Linked DNA regions of Sus scrofa: regions 1 and 2 are each linked to region 3. The links are chromatin contacts, called in public HiChIP or PLAC-seq maps. All regions are on one chromosome and are shown on one strand. Each heading gives the region's core, a stretch centred on a gene start, on an enhancer-like site or on the middle of the called end of the contact. The rest is flanking DNA. Distances are from core to core; before and after follow the strand shown.

Region 1 (3,203 bases), core at 152-2,651, 130 kb after region 3:
CAGTCAGGGACTCTCCTTTTCTTGCAGGCTCTCAAAGGCAGATTTATTCAGAGACTGGCTATTTTTCTGTCTGAATTATCTCCTTGCGCTTAGGTGACTCTAAAGCCCCATCGTGATTCTGTTCTACCCCCCCCCCCACCCCAATTTGTCAGTAAATTCAGCACAGGACCATACAAATTGGCACTGAATATAAGGGAATAAAGGAGAGGAAGGCACATCCTATTGAAAACAACAAGTGAACGCATTTTTTTTTTTAATGGCATCGACAGCATATATGGAAGTTCCCAGGCTAAGGGGGTGAATTGGAGCTACAAGCTGCCAGCCTACGCCACAGCCACAACAATGTGGTATCGGAGCCACGTCTGTGACCTATACCACCGCTCATGACAACACTGGATCCTCGACCCACTGATTGAGGCCAGGGATCAAACCTGCATCCTCATGGATGCTAGTCAGATTTGTTTCCACTGCACCACAACAGGAAGTCCAACAAGTGAAATTCTCTTGATGCCCAATTACCATGCCCCCTTCCCTTTTATTTTTTTTCTTTATCGGCCCCACGGCACATAGGGTTTCCTGGGCCAGGGATCAGACTGAGCCACAGTTGCAGCCTACGTGGCAACTGTGGCAATGCTGGATCCTTAACACACTGGGCCAGACCCGGGATTGAACCTGTGTCCCAGTGCTCCAGAGACACCTCAGATCCCATTGCTCCCTGGCAGGAACTCCGCCATGCCCCTTTAAATGGGGAACTGTTGGAACATGTGGCAAAAATCATAGAAAGTAATTGGTAAAAGGCAGTGCCTAGCCATATTTTTCTAGAAGATTCTAACCTTGCCTTGGAATTCACCAAACCAGGACCCTTATGTAAATACTAAAGGACCTTTATTTAAATACTAAATGAAATGTTGAGAATGACTGAAGGAGGGCTAGAGTATACACTGGGGAACAACCCATGGCGGGGTTCTGATCCCTGGCTCTGGCTCCTCCCCAGATGATTCCAGGGACAACTCTGAAGCAGAGAAGGCAGTTTGGGTCTAGGCCTTTGTAGGTAGCCCTGCTTCCCTGTCTCACACCGTGGCCCTGCCCTGGGAGGTCTGCCTCTTTCTACAGGATCCGCTTGCTTCCACCACCTTTCTGCACACGCTGAAGGTGCTGTGTTTGGATGCTGGATCTGGCCGTAGGTGAGTGAGGCTGGCTCACTGAGTCTCTAACCAGGGCCTCTTAGGGTGCACTCGGCTGGGACCCTTCTCTTCTAGCAGCTGTAGTCATTACAGACGGTGGTGAGATAAAGAGGTTTTCAAGGCTCTCTGGCGAGAAGAGTTCCTGCCTGCCTGAGGTCAGAACTGAAATGACTTCATCTGCACAAGGCTCTGGCATTTCCTGTGCAACTCTTACCAAATGCCTCTGCGGTGGTAGTGACTTGAGATGGTGCTTTTTAATCACTTTTTGCCCAGTATCTCCCATGACATGGTCACAATTTTCTTGTCCTCTGTCATTCATCAGAAAGGCAGGCACGTCGGTGAATAGCTTGCATTCTTCAGCAGCAATCTGTCAGGGAGTTCAGGAGGTGCTGTCTGTTTTTCTATTTGGAGAAATCAGAGGAAGGTTTGATGGGGGAAGGTGCCACCCGTCTATTTCCTTTCTCCATCCAGGCAGCCTGTGGGCTACATCACTGGTCATCTCATATATGGGCTGCAGAGGGTTCCTAAGACCGCTTCCCCCTCATCAGAGCCATCCTTAATGGACAGTCCCTGAAAGAGATGAAGCATAAAGTTTGCTATGTGGCTGGGTATATCTATTTATTTTTATTTATTTTATTTTTTTGTCTTTTTAGGGCCGTACCTGCGGCATATGGAAGTTCCTAGACTAGGGGTCAAATCAGAGCTGTAGCCACAGGTTTACACCATAGTCACAGCAAAGCCAGATCTGAGCCTCATCTGCGACCTACAACACAGCTCACAGCAATGCTGGATCCTTAATCCACTCCGTGAGGCCAGGGATCGAACCTGCATCCTCATGGATACTAGTCAGATTCTTTTCCACTGAGCCACAACAGAAACTCCCATGGATAGGTATATTTAGAGAATAAATCCCTAGAAGTGGAACTATTAGGTGATGTGATTTGTAATTTTCATCCCCCCCCCCCACCCCCGATTGATACTTCTACCTGCTGTGGATGAGCGTGCTTCCTTCCCCAAACTTTTGTAAATAAAATGGGTTTTTAAACTTGGCCAATTTCATAGGTGAGAAAATAAAATAAAGCTTGCTTCTAACTGTGAATACAAACCCCTGCATTTATCACCCAAGACTCTCTGGGAGAAGGAGACCTGGAGTCTGCAGATGCTTCCTAGGGGTTTGCTCATCCCAGCCCAGGATCCTGTAGCGAGAAGGGGATGGAAGAGAGGATGGGAAACGGGGAGAGGAGGAGGGGAGAAGAGTGGCAGAGAGCAAAAAAAAAAAGGCGGGGTGAGGAGGATAAGAAAGTATCGGAGCAGTAGGTTGGGGCAAATCAGACCAAAGCTAGAAGTTATATTTCTTAGCAGATCAGTGGCTTCCTGTTCTCTGCCCACTCCGCTTACGTCCCTCCATCCCACACATACATTTCGCCCCAGCAGCCCCACTTCCTGTAAATAGGGAGTTATGTTCTGGGCATTAAAGCATCTTGACTGCTCATGCCATTCTAGAACCTCAGGACAGACATTAGACACAGATGCACCGATTGCCCAAGAATTCCTTGCTTAGAGTGTCGGGGGTGGGGTGGGGTGGTTGGCTGGGGGGAGAAAGGAGCTGGTGAGGCTCTACAAGGAGGTTTCTAAAGCTGATTTATTTGCAATGGAAAAAATGACCACAGGGAGTTCTGGGTTAATCAAAGAACCTCAGAGGGGTTAAAACTATTGGATTAAACATTCTAATCCTGGAGTTCCCATTGTGGCTCAGTGGAACTAAACCCGATTAGTATCCATGAGGACAGGGGTTCAATCCCTTGCCTTGCTCAGTGGGTGAAGGACTCAGCATTGCTGTGAGCTGTGGTGTAGGTCTCAGACACGGCTCTGATCCTGTATGGCTGTGGCTGTGGTGCAAGCTGGCAGCTGCAGCTCCAATTTGACCCCTAGCCTGGGAACTTCCATAAAAAGCAAAACAAACAAACAAACAAACAAAACAAAAAACCTCTAATACTAATTTATATGGTTGGTACAGAT
Region 2 (3,612 bases), core at 56-2,555, 240 kb after region 3:
AATATGGGCACTAGAGGATTGAGCCTCACTTTTTTTTTTTTTTTTTTTTTTTTTTTTTTGGTCTTTTTGCCATTTCTTGGGCCACTTCCATGGCACATGGAGGTTCCCAGGCTCAGGGTCCAATCAGAGCTGTAGCTGCCAGCCTACACCAGAGCCACAACAACATGGATCCCAGCCACGTCTGCAACCTACACCACAGCTCACGGCAATGCCAGATCCTTAACCCACTGAGCAAGGCCAGGGATTGAACCCGCAACCTCATGGTTCCTAGTTGGATTCGTTAGCCACTGAGCCACAACGGGAACTCCAAGCCTCACATATTTTTAAGGAGTCTGTTGAAGCAATGGTTGTATCATTGCCGTCTATTCTTCCTTCCTCCAGTGGCCCTTTTAGTTATAAATGGATCGTACTGCCAAGATCCTCCTTCCTCATTCCCTGGGCCCACGAAGGCCCCCAAACAGGATTTAACTCGGCTCAGTAGATCTAATCTTAACCTGGATCTCAGATGTGGCCTCCCCAACCGTGAGAGCTAGATTAAACTGACTCAACTCTCCTAATTCCATGGCCAGCGAGACTTCAGACCCCTTGGTGAGGTTTCTGCAGAGTCTAGGAGGATTACATCTTATAGTCTCCTCTGCATCCTGGGCTTCTGCCTCCTTTGTCCCATTTTCTACTCTGAGCAGATCAATCTATTCATGAAAACCATCCCTTGATTTGCCCACAACCCTCGCTCACACATGTCGATTTTACTTAAGAGCAGGGGTCATGGGGGAGAGATTACATCACATAGAGCACATTAAGCAATTTTCAAAAGCCAATTTAGATAGTCCTGCTTTAAAGTGTTTTTTTTTTTTTTTTTTTGAGGCCCCTCCTCATTCCTTGATTCCGGGGACTCCCTTCCTGGCCATTCTACTCATGCAGAACCCAGTCTCATAGCTTCCCCACATTCCCTCTTTCTCCTCTTCCATCACAATCAACCATTCTCTCGTGTCCTACTTCATCTTCTTCAGGTAGACAAATTCCTCTCTTTGACTAAGGTAGCCAGGTTGGTCCCATTAGCCTGCCCATCAACTGACCCACATGCTTTTAGCATCCCATCTTCTTCTCCAAATAGCTTTGAGGCGTTTTTGCCTCCTTAGGTTTCCTCTCTTAGAAATTTGGGTGCAGTTGTTAGTTGAATATTTCCTCCACCTTATTACAAAACGTCCCCAGCGTTAGAAGTGGGCCCGAAACAAACAGGGTGGACTTGCTTTCCTCACCCCCAATCAGGCTTAGCTACCAGACTGCTTCTTCCCCTCTGGTGCACGCTCCACTGTGAACTATGGGGAAGAGGGATGCAGTAGGGCTGTTAAGAAAGGCACTCAGGGGAAGTCGGTGCTGTGACTTGAGAAAGAAAAAACTAAAACTACAAAAAGGAATCAGAAAGTACTTTGCTCCTGCTTGCTGCCTGTAGCCCCCTTTCTTTCCCTCTTGCACTCTTCTCAAAGCAGGATTCGTGATCCTAAAATCTAGAATCTGGTACCCATGGGCTCGGGTAGGTTCTGGCCTGATCCTTACTTTCATGAAAATGTTGATATTTTGGAGTTCTCGTTGTGGCTTAGCAGGTTAAGAACCCAACTGGTATCCATGAGGATGCAGGTTCAATCTTTGGCCTCGCTCAGTAGGTTAAGGATCTGGCATTGCTTCAAGCTGCAGTGTAGGTGGCAGCTCCAGCTCGGATCCAGCGTTGCTGTGGCTGTGGTGTAGGCTGGCAACTGCAGTTCCAATTTGACCCCTAGCCTGGGAACTTCCATATGCTGCAGGTGTGGATCTAAAAAGAAAAAAAAAAGTCAATATTTTATTTACCATGATTTTTTCATATCAATTTTTAAATAACAATTTTATTGAAACGTAATTCAAATGCCATAAAATTCATCCTTTGAGAGTATACAGTTTAGTGGTTTTTAATATATTCATTGTTTAGCCATCGTCACTATCTAATTTTAGAACATGTTCACCACTCAAAGCATTCATTTTACTTTTAAAAATATTACTTTAAATATTACTTATCTTTTTTTTTTTTTTTTAGGGCCACACCCACAGCATACGAAAGTTCCCAGGCTAGGGGTGGAATTGGAGCTGGAACTGCTGGCCTAGGCCACAGCCACAGCAATACCAGATCCAAGCCACACCTAAGACCTACACCACAGCTCACGGCAACTCGGATCCTTAACCCGCTGAGGGAGGCCAGGGATGGAACGTTTGTCCTCATGGATCCTAGTCAGATTCGTTTCTGCTGAGCCACGACGGGAACTCCTTAATATTATTTATCTTGATTACTGACTTTTTTGACGCCTCTTTAAATTCTTGCCCAAGGGAAGTACCTCATTCATCTGACCCTAGTTTGACCCCGCTAGGCCCCACTGACAGTTAAGTTTGGGTTTTCTACCTTTTCTTCTTTTCCTTTTTTGGCCATACCACAGCATATGGAGTTCCCAGGCCAAGGATCAAATGTGAGCCTTCTCTCGACCTAAGCCACAGCTACAGCAACACTGGATCCTTAACATACTCTGACATGCCAAGGATCGAACCTGCGTCCCAGTGCTCCCAAGACACTGCCAATCCCTTCACACCCCAGAGGGAACTCCTGGATTTCCCACCTTTACAAACTCTACTGGACAAAGGTACTTGTCAACACAGCAGGCAAAGGTAAAAGCATCTGTTAAAGAAGGAAAATCGGACTCATATTCATTGACTGTTTGCTCTGGGCCATGTATTTAGTATATGCACACTATTTAATTTTTATAACTATACACTGTAGTCATTTTTGTACTATTTACAGATGAGGAGGCTGAGCCTCAGAGAGGTTAAGAAACTTGTCCAGGGTCACACAGTGAAAGATGAGTCAATATTTACAGAGAAATCTATTTGACTCTAAATTATGAATTTTTTCTTACCATTTTTCTTTCTGATTAGTAATCAGAAAAAAAAAAAAAAAAAAAACAAACTTGAGATCAGGAGTTCCTGTCGTGGCTCAGTGGTTAACAAATCCAACTAGGAACCAAGAGGTTGCAGGTTCGGTCCCTGCCCTTGCTCAGTGGGTTAAGGATCCGGCATTGCCGTGAGCTGTGGTGTGGGTCGCAGACTCGGCTTGGATCCCGAGTTGCTGTGGCTCTGGCGTAGGCTGGTGGCTACAGCTCTGATTTGACCCCTAGCCTGGGAACCTCCATATGCCAAGGGAGCGGCCCTAGAAAAGCCAAAAAAGACAAAACAAACAAACAAAAAAACAAAAACAAAACCTTGAGATCAAAGAAAGCAGGAAGGAAATGACAGATAAATTTAAGGGATTCATAAAATTATTTTCTGTGATTTCTCTAGCTAAATATGAAGACCAGTGTAAGAGGTGAAAACAAATGGGGAAAGCAAAATGGGTGGGATATTTTCTATTTCTTCTAAGAAATAGGTTTCCTAGGCACACAACTTCATAATTTGGGAAGATTAGAGTCTCTTTTTAGGACAAATATTGATGCATAAAAATGCTTTCTACACCACCTAATATTTTTAGTCCATTATCCATTAGGAAAGTGTATCTCAAATGTCTTGTAAAGGTCACGATTGCTCATTTTTCAGTTT
Region 3 (3,666 bases), core at 292-2,791:
AAGTTGAAATTCCTGTTTTCTCTCTATCACCAATTCTTTTTTTTTTTTCCTTTTTTGGTCTTTCTAGGTCTGTACCTGCAACATATGGAGGTTCCCAGGCTAGGGGTCAAATTGGAGCTGCAGCTGCTGGCCTACACCACAGCCACAGCAATGCCAGATCCCAGCCACACCTGCAATCTACATCACAGCTCATGGCAACGCTGGATTCTTAACCTACTGAGCCAGGCCAGGGATGGAACCCACAGCTTCATGGATACTAGTCAGATTCATTATCACTGAGCCACAACAGGAACTCCTTAGAAGTTGTATTTTAAAATTTACTTTTTTTGGAGTTCCCCTCGTGGAGCAGCAGAAACAAATCTGACTAGGAACCATGACATTGTGGGTTCGATCCCTGGACTTGCTTAGTATGTTGAGGATCTGGCATTGCCGTGAGCTGTGGTCATAGACTTGACTCAGATCTGTTGTTGCTGTGGCTGTGGTGTAGGCCAACAGCTGAGGCTCTGATTGGACCCCCAGGCTTGGAACCTCCATATGCCTTTGGTGCAGCCCTAAAAGGAGACAAAAGACAAAAAAAATAAAATAAAATAAAATTTACTTTTAAATTTTCTTTTCCCTTACTAAAATAGGAGCTCTTTGAAGGCAGGGATTTTTGTCTGTATTCCATGTTGAACCTCTAACACCTAAGGACACTGCTAGCACAGCAAAGAAATCTTTTTGTAATGAATGAATATGAGGGCTGACTCTAAAATGGCCAGTGGATGGTATTGGTATTGAGGAAATCCCTGGTTTGTTAATAAAGACCTTAGACCATAAAGAATTCACCAGCTTTGGATCTGGGAAGAGAAGTAATGGGCTTTTCTTCTCACGGTGACCTATTAAAATGAATAGCTGTTCAGTATCCTCCTCTTTGGTCCTTCTCATGTTTGGATAGCTTGCATTGCTGGCTCACGTTAGCATTTGATATTTTTTGAGCTGGGGAGAGGGAGTGATGAGACACTTATGTCTGCCTGCCTTTGTAGGCTAAATAAAGCTCTGCAGCCCAAGCACCCTGTGCCTGTGCTCATGGCCACCAGGGGGCACTGTTGAGCTGTTTGCATTCATTGAGACCTTGACTGCCTCTTTTTCAAATCTGCCCTACCTTAAAGAATTTGCAGTTTTTAAAAAGTGTGCAAATAGGGCGTTCCCATCGTGGCGCAGCGGAAAAGAATCTGACTAGGAACCATGAGGTTTCGGGTTTGATCCCTGGCCTTGCTCAGTGGGTTGGGGATCCAGCGTTGCCATGATAAGTCTTAGATGTGGCTCCGATCTCCCTTGCTGTGGCAGCTACAGCTCTGATTAGACCCATAGTCTGGGAACCTCCATACGCCCCAGGTTCTGCCCTAAAAAGAAAAAAAAAAAGTGAAAATTCAACTTGTTAAGATCTTAGTAAAAGGTAGACAACCAAACAAAACAAGAACAGCGCCCAAGCCCTCTCAAATAAAAGAGCCTTATATATTGATATGAGGAGGTATGCCTAGCTGCCTAAGATGTGGCTTTGTTTTCAGTCAAACGGTGAGCTTTTGAATTTTACCAGAAATGTGAGGCAAGGGATTTGGACCTGGAATCTGCAGTGGCTGATTTTCCAGAAAAAGTGTGAATGGAATTTCCCTCCTGAGTGTCTTACATTCAACTAAATCTTACTGATGGGAAACAGGATGCAAACGAGCACTTTAAATATATTGCTGACCTCAGAGGAGAGTGAAAGTTTTTGGAATGTTGAAGGACAGAGGCAAGTGTTGCCGTGAAAACGGAAGAGGGTGCTGGCGCGAAGGGTGGTGAGATGGAGATGTTATTACCGTGCTTCTGACTCAGGGCTCATGTGCTCCCGAAGGCAGTGCACTGATGGGAATTCTTCAGAATAGCCCTACCAGTTGGACTGTCTTTAGGTCCAGGGGAAGAACAAACAAACCCAAAGGGTCAGAAGCACTGTCGTACACTGGTCATGCTCTCTTCTAGCAAAGTCAAAAAGCCTGTAGGCAAAATTTTCTTCTCATTGAAACTGGGAGAGAAGCAGAGAGGAGGAAATGGGGTGGGGGCGGGTGAGGGCGGGGAGAAGGCACATGCCTGCATGAAGGTAAAGATTAACCACTTTCAGAGTTCCCATCGTGGTGCAGTGGAAACAAATCCGACTAGGACCATGAGGTGGTGTGTTCGATCCCTGGCCTCGCTCAGTGGGTTAAGGATCCGGCGTTGCTGTGACTGTGCTGCAGGCTGGCAGCAACAGCTCTGAATGGACCCCTAGCCTGGAAACCTCCAAAAAAACTTAACCACTTGTTCTGCACAACAGGGTGATTATTTGAGGTTGAAGGTTTCTTCTGGTACCAAGGATGCTGGAGGGAAAAAGGGAAATCAATAAAGTGAAGGAAATCATTCCTTCCCCAGTCTGTCTTCAGTGCCAGGGCTGGCAGCATAGGTGGGAATTTTCCCATTTCAGGAAGGACCGGGACAGGACCAGGTTTCTTGAGTTCTTCTGCTGTGGACCTCTCTTCCACAGACCATCCGAGGACAGGGCTCTGCTGTGTCCTCAGTGAAAATCCTGTCTCCAATGTTTTCCTGCTGGTCCCCCTGGCTCCCAGCAGGCAGAAGCTGTCCCAGAGGTCCGGAGAGGGGCTGGCCTTCATCCCAGCTGCTTCCCTCTTGGTCCAGATGCTCTCAATCTTTCACGGACACAGGTTCTTTGACATTTGAGGACCTAATATTAGTTCAGGCTAGGAGAGAGCCACACGTCCTTCCATCCTACACAGGCTGCCTCTCTCTCTCGTCCCCTGAAATCTCCCAGCTACTTTCCGGCTTCAAATCAAGCCCCAACCCCTCCAGGAAGGGGAGCAGGTGTTGGGGCAGGGGAGCAGATGTCTCCCTGCCCCTCTCATTGAAAGCATCCCACTGCAGGGTGCACTGAGACAAGGTGGTACACCACAGGGCTGCGGTGTTATTTTCTTATATTAATGTTACCTTTTTTTTTTTTTGTTAAAACAAAATATGAATGGGAAAGTTTCTTTATATCAGATGCCTAAAAGCCTGGGTTTCCATGTTGTAGGAGTTGGGGAAGGGTATGCTGTGACTTCACAATTTAATTCAGCAAATATCTATTGATGGGTTATGTACAGAGATGGGTGCTCAGGGCTGAAGGGGAGATAAAGATAAAAAAAAGTCTGGTTCCTCCTCCCTGGGAGGCCAAGTCTCATCACCTTGATAGTGGAGATGTAGCTACCCTTGCCTTACCTGGTGACTTATGGCGTAAGCCCCATTTTCTCTATTGCTATCATTTCCTTCCTTCTTTTCTCTCTCTCTCTCTCTTTCTTTCTTTCCTTCTTTCTTTCTTCCTTCCTTCCTTCCTTCCTTTCTTCCTTCTTTCTCTTTTGTCTTTTTAGGGCTATACCCACAGCATATGGAAGTTCCCACCCTAGGGGGCAGCTGTAGCTGCCAGCCTACACCACAGCCACAGCAACTCAAGATCCGAGTGGTGTCTGCGACCTACGCTAAAGTTCATGGCAATGCTGGATCCCTGACCCACTGAGCAAGGCCAGGGATTGAACCTGCATCCTCCTGAATTCTAGTCGGCTTCGTTAACATCTGAGCCACAACAGGAACTCCTCCACTGGCATCATTTTCAATTTATCCTGC

The links. HiChIP or PLAC-seq counts read pairs in DNA pulled down with a chosen protein or histone mark.
Region 1: a contact with region 3 is called in an H3K27ac HiChIP or PLAC-seq map of alveolar macrophages. The contact joins two enhancer-like sites. A contact is called at or near these places in 1 of 47 Hi-C or Micro-C datasets (embryonic fibroblasts) and 1 of 2 datasets of contacts at active chromatin or transcription factors (alveolar macrophages).
Region 2: a contact with region 3 is called in an H3K27ac HiChIP or PLAC-seq map of alveolar macrophages. The contact joins two enhancer-like sites. A contact is called at or near these places in 1 of 47 Hi-C or Micro-C datasets (embryonic fibroblasts) and 1 of 2 datasets of contacts at active chromatin or transcription factors (alveolar macrophages).

The regions. Positions count from the first base shown.
Region 1 is chr1:252,717,674-252,720,876 of Sscrofa11.1, reverse strand. No RefSeq gene overlaps it. Among named protein-coding and RNA genes, the nearest start is that of UGCG, 67 kb to the right of the region's middle. Within about 2 kb of position 1,401, at least 14 of the 83 cell types and tissues checked have an H3K27ac peak or open chromatin away from gene starts, as enhancers often do. A contact at or near this core is called in alveolar macrophages, where this site is marked.
Region 2 is chr1:252,611,969-252,615,580 of Sscrofa11.1, reverse strand. No RefSeq gene overlaps it. Among named protein-coding and RNA genes, the nearest start is that of UGCG, 38 kb to the left of the region's middle. Within about 2 kb of position 1,305, at least 1 of the 83 cell types and tissues checked has an H3K27ac peak or open chromatin away from gene starts, as enhancers often do. A contact at or near this core is called in alveolar macrophages, where this site is marked.
Region 3 is chr1:252,851,841-252,855,506 of Sscrofa11.1, reverse strand. The region is part of intron 12 of SUSD1 (sushi domain-containing protein 1); the gene reads left to right. Among named protein-coding and RNA genes, the nearest start is that of SUSD1, 100 kb to the left of the region's middle. Within about 2 kb of position 1,541, at least 37 of the 83 cell types and tissues checked have an H3K27ac peak or open chromatin away from gene starts, as enhancers often do. A contact at or near this core is called in alveolar macrophages, where this site is marked.